2 separate regions of the Gossypium hirsutum genome follow, and region 2 is linked to region 1. Evidence: chromatin contacts called from public Hi-C data. All regions are on one chromosome and are shown on one strand. The core of a region is the stretch at or near the end of the contact, and the rest is flanking DNA. Distances in the headings are between cores, read along the strand shown.

Region 1 (4,295 bases), core at 482-2,981:
ACCCTTTCTTCTCAAATATCTGTATCTTCTTGCAACAGATGGAAGCAGAATCAAGAGCACCAGACATGGCAGACCAAGAAAAGGAAGAATTACAAGCAAATGTGAGCTTAAACACGCAACCTTGTACCTCATCATCAGATGTTTGCTGAATAAATATAGCAGGGTGATCATCCCCTGATGCCTGCTCTATCAATTTTATATGTAGAAATACTTCTTTCATATCAAATCCCGCCTGTGCATAACTGTCAACATAATACCCAATCAAAAGAAAATTACAAAAAAGAAAAGCATAATTGGGGGGGAGAAGAACTAGAACATTTCAGCAGTAACTAAGGCAAGGCCACTTTAAACATTTGAAGAAAATAATAATAGTAAAAATAATTATAAGAAACCCGAACTTTCACTGTTTGAAAGCCAAGGAAAAATAAAGATGAAAAACCCATGCTGATAGGAAACTGCTTTTAGGATCCTGTTGATTGTTGTTGCAATTTTCAGAGTACCCTAAACTGAGTAGGAAGAAGGAAGAGGCAAGGGAAGGGAAGGGGACCTGAGAGGCAAGGAATCATAATGCTTGCGGATATTGGAGACAAGCTTCTCAGGCAACTGGCTTCCAGGGTAAAGCTGAGTCAAGTTCCGTACAACGGTACCCCAGACCACTTTCCGGCAAACGTCGGCCTTGGAGGAAGATGAAGGGACAGAAGGAACAGGAGGAGGAAGCTGATCACGTGGGGAGGAAGTGTCGAGATTGAGAGAGTTCTTGAGAGAGGCAATGGCCTCAGAGACGTTCCTGCTCAACCTCTGGAACCGTTTGTTCTTGGCGGACGGGGCTTCAAGTTTGGCAGAAGCAGAGGAGGAGGAGGAGGTGTCCTCGGATCGGTCGTTGGAGCGCATCAAAACCTGCTCGACCATGTCGTCATCGGCGGTGGTGGCTCGGCTGGACCAGCACTCGAGGGCTGCAGCCATGGGCGGAGATCGGAGTGGCTGAGGTCTCCAAAAGGGGGATGGTAATGTAGATGGGAAATGGGTTCAAAGTGAAAGGTAGGGGAGGAGGCGAGGGCGGTGGTGTGTGATCTGCTACAGATGTCTGTCTCGTGCTCTACTCTGCTATGCTCGTCGTTGTCTTTTTTTTTTTTAATTTTATTTTTGAAAAAATTAATAGTATTTATATTAAATTAAAAGGGTGTGTGTGTTCGATTTCTGACAAAGGAGGGAAATGTGGGGGAGACATCGGAGTCGGAGGGAGGGAGGCTGAGGTGACACTGAAAGAGTTTGAGCCTTTGCCTATTAATTTGACTTCATTCCTTACTTCATACAATGGAATCACCACAAAAGGACACACTACATCCGTCCCTCTTTGGTCTTCATCTCCATGCCATCCATCATCATGCATGCATACTCACTTCATCATTATCCTCACTATTACCATTTTTACTTGCTAATAATACATCAATCATCTTATTATCTGAGTCCACTAAATTACAAATAAAAAAATAAAAATTTATGTTTCCAATTCATTAACGGTTCTTTTATCTATCTCTACCCTTATTTAAAATATATATACATGTACACTTTGCATTGCATTTCTTACTGCAATTTGAGATTGAAAATGGGGAAATGGGCTTTCCTGTAAATTGCAATAGGTGAGAGATGACATGGTATGATGATGGTAAAACGTTACAAGGGGGGTTCTCTGCCAATGCCATGTGACCCACATCCACGAATCATGTGAAATCAAAACCAATGAAAGAAAAGGGGGGGAGATGTATTTTAGGGGCGTTGATTAAGGTCACTTTAGGACATTTATTTCATTGCAGTTTCCTGGGTCCCACATGTTCCATGCATCAGCGCATAAAATAATCAAAATGCACATCCATCTGGTTAGGTCTACTTGTTTGTCGCCCACCCAATGCATTTTTTCTACTATCTAGCAGTAATAACAAGTTGTGTTAGTTTATTTATTCATTCTTTTTGTTATTGCAAAAATAACATATAGAAATAGGAACACGCACTCCATGAACAAAAATGTTTCTTGTGTCAATCCAACATCAATTAACCCAAACCAAAGGCCAGTTACTATAATTACCACAACAAGATTCATTCCATTTGCATCTTATATAATAATACAACACTATATAACCTAATAAAAGCTCCTCCTTTGTGCATGTTGATGTTATCTTCTACTTCTAGGAAATAAGAGTAAGCTGCAGTTTAGGGCGGTTGGGTTGGGGTTCCACAACCTCCATGTGGATCCTCACTGATTGCAGAACACTGTAGGAAAGGCTATTACTATTACTATTGTCCATCTTTACAATCTTCTGCTGCTGCTCGTCCACATGCCACTCCCCGCTTCCCTTCTCTCCTCTGCCTGTCAAGTACACCGGGCCTTCTATTCCATATCTGTTCGTTTTATATAACATAAACTCATGTTACTTTTTTCTCCACCCAACAAACACAAGTGCCAAAACATTATCTTTTCCTGCCTAGACACAGCAGATAGACAAAGAAAGACACGAGGAACATATACAGATAATCCAGCATAAAAGATCTAAGTTCATACTTGGGCACAAACACAATGAACCCGTTGGACCTTATCTTCACTATTCTGGCTTCTGTGTCAGTGGGCCTGCAGCATAAGATAAATAAATAAATTCAAAACATGTGCAATTATTCATTATGCTCTATAGAAGGCAGTTTCAATTCCATGAGAGAGGCCAAGGCAGTTACAGTTTTCTGAAGTAAATGAGAGTATGGAGCTCAACAGAGGCCCTGCTTGCCATTTGGGCATTCCTATGTCGATAATTCAGATCTGAAACAGGTAAAATGCATAGGAAGCTGAGAATGGATATCATGGGTATGTGAAGTTTGTTACCCAAATCCATGGAAGCCTCAAAAACAGTATGAAAGGAAAAAAAAACTTACTATCAGCAATGCTAGTTAGTTGAGATCTGTCCTGGAAAACTGGTGGAAGCTTATCGATCCCTAGAGATGCAGCAAGCAACCTGTGCACAATCACATCTGCAAGGAAGGTTCCATACTTGAGCAATAGTATCATCAAGTATACATCAGCAAGAAAAGGTAAAGTAACAAACAAATTTTTGTTCACAAACCTGCATATCTCCTAATAGGAGAAGTGAAATGAGTATATAGGGGCGCAGCAAGCCCATAATGATGATATTCTGGAGGGCTGAGATCCCCACTACAGAAATAAACAGCCTAATTTGAAACCAAGGCAAATTAGTACCAAGTTAAAAAGTGCGTAGGTCAAAACCATCTGGAGATTGAAAAAATTTCCTAGCTAACTTTACCTGAGTCATACACCTAGTTGCCAGTATCCGAATCAACTTATTAAAGTAAGGATCATCACGCTGCAAGGCAGTTTTTCTCAGATGTAAGAATCAACTATGAAAGAGAGAGGCCAAACAAATACATGAACATGTCCCAAGTAGCAAAGATGGAAAAAAAAGAAAAGAAGCCAGACAAGCAAGAAGTTGGATGAAGAAATGTCTAGAAAAGGAATCATCTGAGGTGGTAAGTCAGCTGAACTGTCAGACAAATATATAACGAATAGGAACCTTACCACAGCATGGTCAAGGGAATCAGCCAACGCCTTCGATGATGAAACATCCAAGTCGAGTCCAATGGCAGCAGCAGTGCACAACAAAGGTTCAAGCATTTCTCTGGTGGGAGTTGGATGCCGCCTGAACCAAAAATTAATGTCAGGGAGGCAAGGCCGAGTGTCAAACAACAGCAGTGTCAATGTCAAAGAAATAGCCACAACACTGGAATTTTCCAGTGATAATCTGGATTGTTGAAGAGATTACATGATGTATAGTAGTGACAATTATCATCCGCTAATGCTAATTTTATGATTAAACACCATCTTGGACCAAGTGACTCACATTAAAAATACTAACATGCAATCTTATTTATCCTATGATAAATAATTCCAGTGATATAAATTTACGCAGGATCATCAACTGGTTAGGATTTCTGCTGGCATTTACAAAAATAAAATAATTTTTTTGATGGGATAAACCTTATGGTTAAATCATAAGCACAAACCAGAACTAGACAGTGAATGAAAGAAGAGGTACAATAGAAATGCAAGTCCCACAAGAACATTATAGCAAAGAAGTACAGAAAAAACAAGTTTACCTTAGTAGTGAACAAGAAGGAAAACAATCACGGATTTGTTTGGCAACTGAAACATTGGCAGCAAGCATGAATTCCTCAACCATTTGGTTTGCTTCTCGAATCTGATACATGCCTGAATGAATAACTCAGATATCAGACAA
Region 2 (4,295 bases), core at 949-3,448, 370 kb before region 1:
TACTATGATAATCAAATTACTTGTATAATTTATTGATGGATTCTTACATTTGAGACCCTCAATGTTTGTATGCTTTGTAATGTACTGAACTTAGGTGTTTGATATTTGAAGTGGTAAGTCAGCTATATATTATACCGAGATTATGTGTAAATATACAATGCTTATTCATGTGCTCCAAAACCAACATTTGTGCTATACTGGTTCAAGGATCATCTTTTCATTTACTATTTTTGTTGCTATGCTTAAGGACAAGCAATGACTTAAGTGTAGGGGAGTTTGATCTGTCGTAATTCAGTGTAGCAAACTAAACTAGTTTTCACACTTTAGGAGCTTGAATACAAGCACTTTGGTTAAGTTTTAGTTAAGCTTTTGTAATTCTATTTGCATTAAATAAAATGTGTAAATTGAGTCTTTTATTGACCTTAGGGGAAAAATGAGGCCTAAAGGTGAGCTAATATGCTTTGTGAGCATGTAGAAGACCATTAGAAGGTGTACTAACTCGATACTGGTCTTTCTGTTGCAACACGGAGAGTTAAATGTCGCAACATAATGAGTAGAATATAATAATTCAAGACTGCATTCGGTGTCGCGACACACCCCTGAAGATATCTTGAAGATGAAGCATATTGCCTTCGATGTCACGACACAGAACCTGGTGTGTTGCGATATCACCTCTGTATAGGAAGTAATTACGAGCCAGAGATGTTTTGGTCTGCACAATCAAACATTAAACACAAGGACAACAGTTGACCTGGGGTTAAGGACGACGACTATTTTAAATCTATAAATGGGCTCATTCAACACATGTTATGGACAACTTTTCATATTGTATAATTTTATTCCTAGTTTTAGTCTTTAGTTTTTTCTCTTTTCTTAGGCTTTAGATTTATTTCAGTTTTGTTCTTTTACTTTTACGGAAGAGATCAGATTTGCAAACTTGATCAAACTCTGTAAGGATTCGGCATTCTATTCAATACAAATCAGGCTTCTGCTAACTTTATAGTCTTGAATTGTTATTCATGTTTATTCTATATATCAAGTCTATATTGTTTATAAGATCCATAAGGAACTAATCCTCTTGTGAGGGATTAGAGAGTAGAGGTATGATTAATTAACTGTTTTGTAGGGTTCTCTTAGCGAATCAACTGTTTGGGAAAGGAAGAACTTAAACCCTAGGCTTGATGACCCTAGAAAGTCATTAAAGTAGGAATTAACCCAAAATTGGTATGACCTATTCGTGGACACCTTAACCCCGAACCAGTGTGAATTGTGAGGTCGAGGGATAAGTAGTTATTGCTGACTTGTTATTCTAGATTGGAAGATCCTGATGGGATATTGGCTAGTTGATTAAACAAGAAAACCCGAAGCAATAGTTGGTTATGATTACCGAAGCAAGCTAATCACCCATACTCAGATTTAACATATTCTACTATTTGATTTCTCGTTACTTATTTATTGTATTATTATTATTATAAAAATCTCAAAAACCTTTCTTTATATTTGATTGTAATATAATCTACCTAAAGTACTAATTAGATCTATTTGTGCTTAGGTTAGAATTAATTTAGTGCTCGCCTCCCTTGGGTACAATCTTCGGAGTACTCATTTACTACGTTGTAACTATATTACAACCTGAATTGTATACTTATGGATACCACTCTTTCTAATAAATTTTGTGCAAGATTTCTACTCTGGACGTAAGTACTTCTAGAGGTAGTCATTTGTCCCATCGCAATGAGATTAGTTGCCATGCCACTGTGCAACATTGAATATTGAACGTGGCGACAAGGTTTACTCAGTATGTTACGTTGTGATGAGGAACCCCCTGATATTGTAATGTCAACCTAATGTTTTGAAATTTTTACAATTGGTCCTAATTCAACTTTGAATTAGTTTTAGAACTTTCGTAAACTCGTATAAGATCCGAAAACAATTGTATTTTGTATTATATGCATGTGGGTTGAAATTGATCATTTAAAAATATAATTTGAATATAGTTGATCGTAGTTTTTCTAGCAACGAATGTAATACCTAGTAACTCAGAACTGAAAATCAAATTGGTATCAAAGTGTTACATCGATACTTTTTAATTAAAGTTTTAAATTCAAGTCTTCTAACTATGAAAACAACAAACAACATTGATAGAGCATATCCTCTCTAAATAACATCTAATCTACAAATTTAATCGAATCTTTTGTGACTTTGTAACATTGAGAAAAAAGGAAACCCTTGAAAGTGAAGGCAAAGTATTGTTTGGAGTAGGCAGGCAGCTAGTAGCCATATTAGTGGTTTGGGGTGGGGAAGAGAAGCCCAAATACTAGATAATGAAATCAGGCCTAAAAATCAGAAACTGATCCATCATCGTCTTCTATTCTGTTGTAGAAAAAAAATTACAAAGAAAAATACGAAAGTATCAAGAAATTCCAAGTGCAGAGAGTAAATGGAAGAGTACCCAGAAGAATTGAGGAGTCCACCAGTGGCGCTGGTAGCATTGGTAGGATGCCCAGAGCAGCATGGGGCGATAACCACCCACCTCCTCTCCCAGCAGCATCCTATCAACACCTTGGCCTTGCCCAACTTCTCCAAGCTCTCCCATCTCCTCCATCGCCCGCCCTCCCCTTCTTCTTCCCCCGCCGGATTTTTGAAAAGGGATTGGCTGGTCAAGCACCGCACTAAGATCCCCGCCGTGGTGGCCGCCCTCTTCTCCTGGGATCATGTCTCCGGTGACCCTGCCCAGTGGGTCCAAGTCTGCTCCGATCTGGATGACCTAAAAGCCGCTATTCGTCCCAGGAACACCAAATTGTTGCTGCTCGTTGTGGTGGGCCAATCCGATGACATTAGTGAAGATCGTCTGCTTGCCTTACGGAAGCGAGCAGAGGTCGATTCCAAGTACCTTCTCCTCTTCAACCCCGATCCTTCTCAACTCAATAACTCTCTTCAAAGGTGCTCAATTCCCCCCCTCCCCTTTTTATCTAACAATAATTAGTACTTTACTGAATTAATTGCTGTATGAACTATATCCCATACATTGTAATGTCTGTCAGGTTGAGCGCCAGTTTTGCCGAACTAGAAACTACTTTTTACAGAGAAGAAGGTCGAAGGATTAAAGCTCGCATTGAAAAGAAGAATTTCTCCTCTCCCGATCTCCAAGTTCGCTACTGTTTTAAAGTAATAATAATAAAAGAATAGCTTTCCTCACTTTTTCATATTATTAATTCCTTATGTATTGGCTCATTGGTTCACAAAATGGGTAGGTTGCTGTGTATGCAGAGTTCCGACGAGACTGGGCTGAAGCCTTGAGGTTTTATGAGGATGCCTATCATGCCCTGCGCGAGGTTCTTCCCTAATTATCCTATTTCTTTACCATCCTTCTGTTTATCATACTTAATACTAGTTACTTAGTTCCGTCTACTTGTCACTGCTACCATCTATGTCAATGCTATTCATTTAGATGGTTGCTACCTCAACAAGATTGCCTCCAATACAACGCTTATTTGAGATCAAAATTGTTGCTGAGCACTTGCATTTCAAGATTTGCACTTTGTTGTTGCATGGTGGAAAGCTCAGAGAAGCAATTACATGGTTCCGCCAACACGTTGTCTCCTACAAGAGCCTTGTTGGAGATCCAAATGTCATTTTTCTTCACTGGGAATGGCTCAGCAGGCAGTTTTTGGTTTTCGCTGAGTTGCTTGACTCAAGCTCTGCCACTCTTCCAAGCACTTCCTCTCTACCAGTAGGCACTGCCGACCAACCTCTGACTGAATGGGAATTCCATCCAGCTTATTACTATCAGGTCTGTACCATCATTTCATCGTTGTTGGCTTTTTTAACGGCTTTTCCGTGCGAGTCTTGCTACCTTGCTTTATATATAGCCAACCCTTAGAAACAATGGGGTCAATGAGTACCTAAACTTTTTTTTCCAGGGAATTTTGCAAAATTTATGCAAGTGCAACCATAGCAATTGAACTTGCATTTAGAATTCTCTTAGATTATTTAAGTTATCTGAATCATAACATTCATCTTACAACAGTCAGCAGCTAAATACTTGAAGGAGAAGAGATCAGCTCTGGAGTTGACAGTGTCAAATTCAGAAACTTTTAGCGAGAATGATGATGGGAGTGCTGAATCTGTGGTACCATCAGTTTATATTGGTCAGTTTGCCCGGCTAATTGAGCAAGGGGATGATTCGGCTATGCAGTCGTAAGTCTTGCAAATTAATAACGAGAAATCTGATTTGATTTTGTACCATTTACCTTATAATAAATGTTTGGATTTTTATTCTCTTCTGACTATGC

What was found. Hi-C and Micro-C count contacts between places; a contact is called where the count stands out from the background.
Region 2: a contact with region 1 is called in a Hi-C map of leaf, with 3 times the contacts expected there. The contact joins the promoter of LOC107954805 here to the promoter of LOC107954782 in region 1. A contact is called at or near these places in 3 of 34 Hi-C or Micro-C datasets (callus and leaf).

The regions. Positions count from the first base shown.
Region 1 is chrD07:39,764,909-39,769,203 of Gossypium_hirsutum_v2.1, reverse strand. It overlaps LOC107954782 (receptor like protein kinase S.2), which reads right to left and starts at 1,731. Exons shown (of 3, transcript XM_016890454.2): 1 at 548-1,731; 2 at 1-242. The coding sequence starts at 963. It overlaps LOC107954781 (exosome complex exonuclease RRP44 homolog A), which reads right to left. Exons shown (of 24, transcript XM_016890453.2): 17 at 4,156-4,267; 18 at 3,578-3,698; 19 at 3,306-3,365; 20 at 3,108-3,213; 21 at 2,920-3,015; 22 at 2,725-2,806; 23 at 2,558-2,623; 24 at 2,014-2,397. The coding sequence ends at 2,184.
Region 2 is chrD07:40,137,734-40,142,028 of Gossypium_hirsutum_v2.1, reverse strand. It overlaps LOC107954805 (trafficking protein particle complex subunit 11), which reads left to right and starts at 2,198. Exons shown (of 7, transcript XM_041096611.1): 1 at 2,198-2,943; 2 at 3,045-3,168; 3 at 3,255-3,335; 4 at 3,452-3,793; 5 at 4,031-4,200. The coding sequence starts at 2,441.